Regions from separate parts of the Gossypium hirsutum genome. Here region 2 is linked to region 1. Evidence: chromatin contacts called from public Hi-C data. All regions are on one chromosome and are shown on one strand. The core of a region is the stretch at or near the end of the contact, and the rest is flanking DNA. Distances in the headings are between cores, read along the strand shown. Region 1 holds the start of LOC121209871 (a long non-coding RNA gene). Region 2 overlaps LOC107891771.

Region 1 (5,688 bases), core at 1,699-4,198:
AGCGTACCATTTTGATTCGTGTCGGAAAAAGGAAACTTTCCAGTTTCCAACCACCGTACGTGGAGGCCAAGAAGGGGGCGCGTGAGTGCGTGCAAACTCCGGACGGAGGCACGATAGCCCTCCAACAACTAACCCCAAGTCCTCGTTCAGAGGATTCTTTTCTTTTTTTCTAAAACAGAGTGCAAAATGATTTTAAAACTAAAATCTGGCTTATATAGTCTTGATGAAACGGTGCCGTTTTGGTTTAATTCAATAAACATAAAATGGTGTCGTTTCAAGGCTTAGGATCCGCACGTTGACCCGATGACCCGGGGAGGATCCGCGTGTTTTTGATAAGTGGGTGAGTTGCTCAATTGATTCCCCCAATTTATTAAATTCTGTAATTTCATTTTATTTTATTTTTAATTCGGCCTTAATATTTTATAGTTATTTCAATTTAGTCCTAATGGCTTTTGAACTATACTCTGAGGTACGACGGCGTTTTGGAATTAAGGCCAATTGCCCAGTGAGTCCCTCGATTTTTATGCGTTTTCCTAATTGGCTCAAATTCTTTTTATATTCTTTTAATTAGCCCAAAGTTTTCATTTTTTAAAATTTTAATCCTTTTACATATTTTTAATTTATTTTAAATACTTTATATATTATTTTATTTTTGTAAATATTAGTTATATAAAATGATATATATATTTTATTTTTATGTTATCCATCATATTATATTTATTATCATTTATTTTTAAATTATATGTAATTAAATTTTATTATGTTCTATGATATTATTTTGTTTTATATAGTAGATGTATTATTAATATTTTATTAATTAAATATATTTTTTTGATAATAGATAAATAATAAAAAAAATTTATGTTATTATATTATTATATGTTTCCTATAAAATTTTATACATTATATTATTTTATTTTATATCTTATCGTACATTTGTCTCTTATATATATATCATCATGTATAGTTTTAAAAATTGCATAAATTACTACTAAACATTTTTTTATATACTATTAAATATTTAAAATTCATTTATCATTACATTATTTTATATAGTGTTATATTTTATATTATTTATATATTAAAAGCTAGCTACATAAAATTATTAAGTGTTGTTTGTTTGATATATATGTTATTATTATTTTTTTATATATATTATCACATTTGTTTTGTATATATTTATACGTCTAATTATATATCATGCATTGTTTTTAAATTAATTATTACTTTGAGTGTTCGTATATTTTGCTTATTTCTCTTCAATATATGCTATGTATATCTTAATATGTATGTTGTTATGTAACTAAGATTTGCTATATTTATGTATGTATCTAGCATAGGATCTTTAGATTATTGCTATCATATTATTTAAATACATGTTTTAGCTACCTATTATTGTAATATGCTATATGTTATAATGTATATATATGATTCCTTATGCATTAATTAAAAACGAGATTCAAAAGACTTCAAAAATAAAAGGGCAATGCTTGGTATTTGGACACTTCGAAAAAGGTAGTGCCCTAACTTACTGGGTTGCAACTTTTCTCGTTGAGTTCAAATAGTCAAGCACCCTTCTAAGTTTTAAGGTTTTCAAAATACGAGCAACTGTCTTGGAATTTCAAAATGTTGTGTCCTAACTTACTGGATATGGCGTTTTGTCATTTTGAGATAAGGATTTTCAAAAAGGGTTAGCTTAGTTTCGAATGTCTTAAAAATATTGCTTCCTAACTTATTGGGCGTAATATTTTGATTCATTTGATACAAGTGAACTCTAATATTCAAAATTAAAACATTCTAATTAAAAGAGGTTTGCATCTTAAAACTTTCAAATTTCCGACATTAAAGACACGTGATAATCAATTAGGTACCAATTTTTGGGCGTTACGAGGGTGCTAACCCTTCCTCGTACGTAACCGACTCCCAAATCCGTTTTCTCGACTTTCGTAGACCAAAATTAATGTTTTAAAACAAAACATTTTATAAGGTGATCCAATCACACCTAAAAAGATTGGTGGCGACTCCCGTTTTTGTTTTCTTAAAGTCGATTCCCATTTTCCAAAACCCGATTAAAAAATGGTTTCGACAGCTTGGCGACTCCACTGGGGACTTGTAACGCCTCAAAAATTGGGCCTAGAAAGAATTGGGCCTTGAGTCTAGGATTCAGATAGAAGAAAACTTGAATAATTAAGAAGTTTTAAATATTATCGTTTAAGAAAAAAAATTGAATTAAATTACTACTAGAAAATTTTTACTATATTTATTATTACGGATAATTAGTATTATGAGATAAAATTATTGTTCTTAAAAAAATATTACTGTATGTATGTTTGAAATTTTTTATGAAAATTATTATTATTTACTATATTATTGATATTTGAAATTTTTATTATTAGATATATTTATAAAATTATTATTATTATAATTATTATTATTAGATAGAAAAAAATAAAAAAGAAAATATATATTTATAAAAGTATTGTTGTTTTGGTGTTTAAACTCTAGGAAAAAAATTGTTTTAATTTGGCCTCTTCTGGGAAGTAGGCTTCATTAATAAAATAGGGCTGAGTTTTAGCACAAGCAGGGATTTGGCCCAGTGGCTAAGGGTGCTAGGAGGGCGTGGGAGGAGCCTGGGTTCAAGGCGCGGCGTGCGCAATTTGTGTTTTTTTATATGCAGATCGCAGCTAGAATAAGGTTAAGATGAGTTGCGGGTATAATTTAACACAAAGAGCGCTTGTGGCGCAGTGGCAGCAGCGTGCTGGACAGGAGAGGGTGCAGGTTCGATTCGGTACGAGGGTGAATTTTGTTTTATTTTTAAAGTGGGCCAGAACTGAAGCAGGTAAGGTTTATAATTTATTGTGACCATATATTAGTAAGGAAGGAAGCCTGGTGCAGTGGCCAGCAGCACGGGTGTAAGCACAAGGCGAACGATGGTCTGGGGTCCGAGCTACAGTTTGCGCACGCAAGGTTTGGATTTTTGCTGCACGTGGGGAAGGTATTTGAACTGGACCGAAACACCCAGACCTTGATTGGAATTTGAATTAAGCAGGTTACTGTACGGGAAAGAATTTGGGTGTAATTCAAATTAAAATTTTGGCAAAAATTAAGGAAGGAATTTTAATGGAATTCAAATTGGAAAGAGGTGGGGTAAGTATTTAAGCCAACTATGGGGTGTTAGTTGGGGAGTTTTTTCGGCTAGTCTCTTGGATTTGAGTAAATTAGTCATTGCTGATTTTTGTTCCCTTTGATTGTTTTTTTTTCTTCAGTATATATTTGGGATATTTTAGAATATTTCCTTTGGGTTTTGATATTTTCTCTTCTTCCATTTCTTTCCTTCTTCTTTTCTTTTCTTTTTCTCTCCATCTACTTTCTCCTCTTCTTTTTCTTTTTTCCTCTATAGCGGAATCTTCCTATCATCTTGTACATCTCTATCTTTTATCAGTCATTTCTAAACCTTCATAACCATTTCCCATAAAAAGCCGAAATCCCGAAAGCCTATATTTTCTCCTATGCCGATTTTTCCTAGCCAAATCTTTTTACTTATCTTCATCATTCTTGACCGATTCTCTAGCCCTCTAAACCCCAAGTTTCTGTCAATAAAACCATTACAAAATCCTCATCTTTTCTTCACTGTTACAAAAAGCCGAAAACGCATAGCCATAGGGACATAGCCAAATTTTAATATCACTGAAGGCTCGACTTTTGTTATCATTTGAGGGCTTAGAACTGCATCAGAATCGAGTAGGAATTAAGGGGAATCGTTGATTGAAGGAATTGGTGGTAAGTCTTTCCAACCTAGTCTTTATTTCGTACTTTAGAAAAAGTCGAAACCCCTAAAGGTTAGGGAGGCTGTCGATTTGGGTTTATAGCCCTAAGGGTTGTGATAATTACTTTATTTTGATAATAGTGTGATCTAGAGGCTGTTGATCAAGGGCTTGGACAAGTGGAACAACTGGATCTAAACCTAGTCGCTAACTTCGGCAAAGGTAGGATCGCTAGTGCCTAAGGTGTTATTGGCCGAATAAGGTAAGGGATTAATATGTAGTTCGTTTCGGTAGTTAGATTAACGTGGTAGTAATATAATTTTAAGTAGTTCGTGCATGGATCTCGTCAATGAATCGTCATAAAACAGGTGTGTAAATGACACCCACTCATAGACTAGATCGGTAAAAGCCGAAAAGCCAAAAAGCCAGCATTTGTGAACTTGCGAGCGTGCGAGCGCTCGTGAGGTGGTTTGGTTGTTAATTTTGGTAATCGCAAGTAGTATGATTGCAGAGTGCGCAATTTCGTGCACTTCGGTATATTTGGGCTTAATGGGCCGAAAACGGGTTAGTGGGCCAACGGGCCCAATTCGGTAAAAACGCTCGGTAAGTGCTTCTGTTAATGTGTTAATGGTTAGAATATGTATGTAAACTCTAGAATAGTAAAATTTATTGAACTACCCCTAAGTATGAAAATTACCATTTTACCCCTAAGTGCAAAATGACCATTATACCCCTAGGGTTAATTTTGACTGAAATGCATGATATTCTGGTTCTGTTTGTTATATTCCATGACATGTATATCTGTTGCATGGGGTTGGGTTTTGTTATGGAGGAAGAACCCGTTCTGGTGGTTGTGCCACATATTCTGATATAAGCAGCTTTGCTGCGGATTATAGTTAGTGCCGCAATCGGTGCTAACACTGTAAGTGTAGGGATGGCGTGGGTGATTTATTCCCCACAGGAAGTGTAGGGATGGACGGAGGCAAGTGCAGGGTTGGATGATGTTATCATGCATTAATCATATGAGATTGTTCTGTTATGGGCCAATTGTATTGAAATGGGCCCAACTGTGTTAATATGGGCAAGGCCCAATATATCTCGACTTGTAATAGGGCTACAGCCCAGATTGATACTGATATGGGCTGGGCCCAGTATACTCTGTTACTGTAAGGGGTTATGGCCCAGATTAATATTGATATGGGCTAAGGCCTAGTTAACACTAAATTCTGAATAAGGCTTAGGCCCAGTAAAGCTTGAACTAATTTGGGCTCTGGTTGGGATACTTTACACACTGAGTTTTCCAAACTCACCCCCCTTTCTCTCCCATCATTGCAAGTGAGCCCTAGTTGGTGGACTTGAAGCTAGGCGGGATTCAGAGTGGCCAGGAAGATTAAGTTTCTGTTTTCTTTAAAATAAGTTTCGCATTTATTATTTTGATTATTTTTATTCTGGTTAAAGTTGTAATAAGGTCACTCTTTTTATTATTTTTTAATATTTTGGGTTATTAAATTGGTTAGCTCTAGGGCACGTTTTATAAAAGTTACTTATTTTTAAAATATCACAATAACCGAACAAAGCTTCCGCAACGTAAATGTTTTCAAAGGAAATAAATATTTTAAATAGACTTAAACTTAATTTGTTGTTCGTGGACAAGTAATAAGCTTAAAGTGTGGCAATGGATGTGTGCATGTCTAGGATTGGATCATGGAAGAGCTACGTACTTAAGCAGTCTAATTGACTCACCTCCTCTTTTCTTGAATCCTACCTGGTGCGTAGTATCCATTCACTTTAAGCCATGACAAAGAAGGTTTGATTTTTTCGATACTTAACTGTTTTTTTTTAAAATAACATGTTTCTGCCACTACAAAGGTTTACAAGTTTTCAAAGTTTCCCATAAGATTTTACAAGGTTGTTAACAATGCTT
Region 2 (5,663 bases), core at 510-3,009, 470 kb before region 1:
AACTTACAGATGACTAAACAAAAAACAGTGAAAGCTCGAACGAATATAACATTAAATCTTTTTTATTGTTTTGTGTTTTCTTAAACCTATAGGTACATTTTCCTTGATGTTTTACAACTAATTCTAATAAAAAGGTTGATGTTTCTATCCACATTTTTCTTCTAAATCAAGAGGGAAGAGGAAGTAGGAGTGTTAGTGAGACATCTGTACTTCTGAGTTCAACTTTATCATGTTCGGTGGATGTCGAGGTTGAGCTATCAAGCAAGCTAAATTTAAATATCCTAACTCTTGACAGATTAACTTGCGAGACTAATCGAGCTTTTCTATTTTTAATAATATTGGAAACTCTCAATTTGAACTCAAACTCGAAGCTAAGCTCAATCATAAATAATCAAGTTTGAAATTAAGCATTAGAATCATTCTTATATTTTACTAGATAAAATGAGCTTAATTGAATTTAGCTGAGTGAGCTTGAGCAGTTTGATTTTTATCTTGATCTTGGCCCTAGGAGGAAGGATGGAGTGGTTGTTCTAGGGCTTTTGAATTTTTCTTCACTCTTTGATTGCCTAGTTATTTTTGAGTTCTGGAACTTATACAGCCTTGCCCCCCCCCCCCATTTCTTTTTTATTCTTCAGGAGTTTAAGTGTGAGATTTGTGGGAACTACAGCTACTGGGGCCGTCGGGCTTTTGAGAGGCATTTCAAAGAATGGCGGCATCAGCATGGCATGCGATGCCTTGGTATTCCGAACACCAAGAACTTTAATGAAATCACCAATATTCAGGTATGAGTTGTTTGTTATTCAGATATTGCGCAATGATTTATGTTCTTTCTGCTTCATCTGCCTATGTTTGGTTTTTTCATGATTGTGTTTATGTGCCATCACCTTTGGTTCTCCGTTTCACAACCAATGCTTTGTTTGTCCATGTAAAGCAAAAAGATAGCTAGAGTTTACTTCTCTTTGTACACAAACGTTTTTCAAATCTAATTTATGAGTTTTTTTAGGTATAAATGTATAGTGATTAACCTGGAAGCTTGAAATTGGAAAATTGGTTGCGCAGGAAGCACAAGAATTGTGGGAGAAGATACGAGAACGGCAAGGAGTGAACAAGTGGCGTCCAGATCTTGAAGAAGAATACGAAGATAAAGAGGGCAACATTTATAACAAGAAGACGTATACCGATCTGCAGCGGCAGGGACTGATTTAAAGACGCTTGTGTTGAGAGTTAGATGTTTCCCATGCCTCGGGACATGGTTCTTAATTTTGTTACCTGTCAACCTTGATCATCATGTATGTATGATTAATGCTTTTGTGGCAACCCTGAGGGATAGAGGTTAGAAGAGTTTGTAAGACAGTTGTCTGAATTTGTAGCTCAACAAAACTAATTACTTAGTTCAAAGTAACAGTTAAACCCTGGAAAATTTGCTTGCGCAGCACCTTGTGAATATGAATGCTGAGCCATTTACACCTCGAGGACGAGCAATATAATATAAAAATGGACAATAAGGAGAAATTTGAACATTTGGTTTCGTATGCTCTTCCACGTTTATGCCGTCTCCTTCGTTTCCTTTTTAGGAAACTCACAAGGAAAAGAAAATAGATTACAACATGTTGAGACAATGCAGAGATGGTGAAACGGATGAGGAACGGATTAAGGCAGGGAAAGGTCGAGAATTAATGGGCCAAGTACAGAAGTAGAAGGACAGGAACTAATGGGCTTGAAGAGTGGATCAGAGATGAATGCGGAAATATCGAAAAAAGAGAATGGAAGATGGGTCAACAAATCTTTATGCTCTGAAAGGAAAAGGCTCGATATCCATAGCTGAAGGGTACTGATGATTTCAAGCCAGAAGCCCCTGAAATGTTGATGCCAACAGTCTAAAAATAATGATAGTACAATTTGATTACAAATTTGTTACAACAATTTCATGTATAAGGGTTGCTGTAACAATTGTTTCTCTATCCTGAATGATAACTCTTCTCTTCTCCATCTTCTTCTATTCTCCTTAAACCTCTAATTTCTTCAGTAATTTCAGTACACAAACGAGTGGGTTATAATAATTTGGTATTAAGGCTACCGAAAGATCTATTGGTTCGAGCTGGGAAAGCTGAGGAAGGCCATTGTCATGTTTGGTTCTGATGGTACCGAGATCTAGCAACTCCAGGAACAGCTGGAAAAAAACAATTGGAAATATTGCAGGTTGAAAACATTAATCCAAATTGATAGGAAAAGCAGAAAGAAAGCATTGATGTGAAGTTTACTGAGCAACAACAGAGAATAGAGGCCAATTTATCGAGATTCAGGGATACATTAGTAGGATCTTGGACCTGTTGTCTCAGAAAGGCCAAGCACCACAACCTCTTACCATTGCAAACATTAACCAGAAAACTAATCAGGTACCCTATTCAAACACTATCTAAAGCTGATGGAAAAAAGCCCGTCCAGATAACAGTTACTGATGACAATGAAAGGTATACTTATCAACGAAATGAATCAGGTGTTTTAGCTCCAAAACCATTCTCCAAACCTTCACATGGAAAAAGCAACGACACACTTAGTTGGGTCTAGCAGTTCACCTACCTTTAAAGAGATGCAACTAATATAAAAGAACACAAACACTAACGCGTCTAGAAACCTTGGCCTATTTTCCCTTAGACCAAAAATCGAATTACAGAACTTTAATGGAGCAAATCCTTGAGCGTGGATATGAAGTGTAAAAAGTATTTCAACTTATTTTCAATGGAAGAACATTAGAAGGTAGAGACTACAGAAAGACAATTTGACAAGATGGATTTTGCCAATGATTTGTATCTCAGGTTTTGTGATAGAACCTGCCTTGATGTGGTGGAAGAATTTAACAAGTTGACAGAAAGAGGATCAGTGGAGGACTACCAAGAAAAATTTGAAGACTTGAGGTCTTTCATGCTCCAGTATAATTTGCACTTAAATGAAGAGTATTTTGTGTCCAGTTTTGTGAGTGGACTGACGAAGAAACCAAAGTTAGACTTAAGGTGAATGAACCTTCATCTTTGTCTATTGCCTTTCAACACGCTAAACTTCATGAACTTTCCATGGAACTTGAAGCAAAAAAATAAAAACCTAAATTTTCCAACCGAACTCTTCCTCTACATATACAAAAGCCTATCCTACCACAAACTCTACCACACCTAGACCTAACATGACCCCACCACCTATTGTTCCTAACAGACATAATATCATGGAGTACAGAAAAACCGATAACCTATGTTTTAAATGTGGAGATAAGTTTCTTCCTGGCCACCAATGCAAGGTTAAAGAGTTAAATTCCATGGAAGAAGAAGGAGCTGAGCATCCTACTGAAGTGTTGATTGAGGAGGAATCCACTGAAGAATCCTTACCTGTTAATGGAGAAAAGAATGAAGGAGTATTAGAAATCTCTATTAATTCTTTGATTGGCAGTGCTGGGTTTAGCACTTTGAGAATACAAGGTTCTATTAAGGGAAGAAATATCTACATCCTAGTGGACACTGAGAGTATCACAGCTTTACAACCCCTAATCACTACAGTAAAATTAACTGGGGGGGACTTTTTTTTAGGCCTTTAGCGGCGCTTTTAAGTGCCATTAAAATTATTTGAGGCGTTTTTACAAGTGTCACAAAAAACGTCACTATTGCTAACGCTGCTAAAATTTGTGGCGTTTATTTGAAAAAACGCCGCTAAAGATTTTCGCACAAACGCCGCTAAATATCATGAAATTCAAAAAAAAATATAAAATATTATAAAGGTCATGAAAAATATAAAAAATTTAAAATTCATTATCAAAATATTGAGAAGAATAATATCCATGATATAAATATAAAAATTTTCTATAAAAATTCATTATCAAATTAAATTTTCTATTAAAATTTTAACTTTAAAACTAAATACAAAAATTAATGAATTTAAATTTAGAATTTAAAATAATAAATTAATAACACAATTAAAATCCAAAAGTTAGAACTTAAGTTATCATAAATATTAAAATAAAAATAAAAATTTAGAATCAAAACTAAAATAAATAATAAAAACTAGATTAAATATAAAAATATCAATAAAATAAGATATTATAATGAAGTTACTTAAATGAAATAAGGACTTAAATCATAACCATGTAAAATATAAGATTAGAATATCCATTCCCATGTGAAATATCAACATTGATTATTTAAGCTAGTAATGAATATTCTCTTTTCTAAGTCAAAATTACAATTCATGTTTTTCTTCTTTCAACTCAAATAAAAAAATGTTGAAAACAAAACAATTAAATAAAAAAATAGAATAATTAGTTGACACGAGATTATTATTAAATATATGCAAATATGCAAGTAGACTATTACAAAATTGGGTGTAGTTTTTGATCAACTAATTAGTTGATCCTACTGCAGGTTCTAACCATAATCTGCTTAACTAACATACAAACATAAGGCACTCTGATACTTTTTTGCACATAAAATATCTGAAACTCACACCTGAATTCGGATTCAGAGCACATACAGTATCAACTGTATGTTGATCAATATCATTCTTATTCGCTGCTGCAATGCCTCCCATATGCATTTGTAGAGGTAGGAGCCAGTCATTATGTGCCTTCTGCAAATTGTTCTTGGACTGCAATCTAGTGTAGTTGGTTTTTCCTGTTCCATTTGCCACCAGTCAAAACATAAAAGAGCTTTCAAAGGTATGATTCAATCGGTGGGGATTCTGGTAAAATAACAGTCGTTCAGAAGACAAATTGATGATAAATTAGATAGGAGCAGAGAATATATACTATATTTTATCTGAACAAATGTTCCTTTCTTCAAATATATTGGAATGAATAATGATTAATTTGCATCATCAACGCTAGTGAAAATCCATAAAGAAAAAAAATGATAGTTAGAATGAAGCATGAGTTATTGATGAGAAATTACAATAAAGAGTAGTTTTGGAGTGAATTAGTTTATGTTAGAAATAAATCATATTTTGCTAGATATGGTAATCAGTATATCCGTTTGACACATTTAGATGTTCATATCATGTTGTATTTTAATCGTTTTTCTTATATATCGTATCCAAAATTATCAAATATAATGTTTACTACAATGTTGCAGAGCACTGAACAGTGGAAAAGAAAGAAGGAAAGAAATACGTTTCTACTAGTTTTCTTCCTATCAGGCCATGGTGGATGGTTTAGACAAACTGGAGGTTACCTTGTGTCTGTGCATTAGATTTGGCGACCTTTTCTCTCCATCCTTTCTGACGAGCTCTTATTTCCCACATTGCTGTTAATTTCATTTGAGCCAACAGTGCTTCTTCAGCTTTCTCCCTTACTTCTTCGCACGTCTCCATACCTGAATTGCATTTGTCTGCTTCCTTTTGATACTGTGATGCTAACTTCTTAGCCTCGAGTAAAGAAAAATATTTATGTAAAAAATTATAACAATTAAGCATTAGTGACATACAATTAACGATTAAAATAAAATAAAACATATATGTAACAAATAATTTGTTGGTCAGAAAAAGTTGTAAAAAATGAAAAAAGAAATGCAGTCAACTGGCCCACTGTAAACTTAACTGCAGACTTTGAATATGCCATAAAACATAAATAAAACCCAAAATCACCAATATCACCCTGAAATGAAATCATTTGCTAGATGAAGGCAGTG

The links. Hi-C and Micro-C count contacts between places; a contact is called where the count stands out from the background.
Region 2: a Hi-C map of hypocotyl shows a contact between it and region 1, with 6 times the contacts expected there. The contact joins two enhancer-like sites. A contact is called at or near these places in 5 of 34 Hi-C or Micro-C datasets (callus, hypocotyl and leaf).

What each region holds. Positions count from the first base shown.
Region 1 is chrA11:93,837,156-93,842,843 of Gossypium_hirsutum_v2.1, reverse strand. LOC121209871 (a long non-coding RNA gene) reads right to left here and starts at 243. Exons shown (of 2, transcript XR_005905022.1): 1 at 8-243. Within about 2 kb of position 2,948, at least 2 of the 9 cell types and tissues checked have an H3K27ac peak or open chromatin away from gene starts, as enhancers often do. A contact at or near this core is called in hypocotyl, where this site is marked.
Region 2 is chrA11:94,303,742-94,309,404 of Gossypium_hirsutum_v2.1, reverse strand. LOC107891771 reads right to left here. Exons shown (of 6, transcript XR_005905243.1): 4 at 5,208-5,663; 5 at 4,488-4,719; 6 at 1,790-2,170. It overlaps LOC107891758 (splicing factor SF3a60 homolog), which reads left to right. Exons shown (of 13, transcript XM_016816659.2): 12 at 636-782; 13 at 1,060-1,420. The coding sequence ends at 1,206. Among protein-coding and RNA genes, the nearest start is that of LOC107891771, 6.1 kb to the right of the region's middle. Within about 2 kb of position 1,759, at least 6 of the 9 cell types and tissues checked have an H3K27ac peak or open chromatin away from gene starts, as enhancers often do. A contact at or near this core is called in hypocotyl, where this site is marked.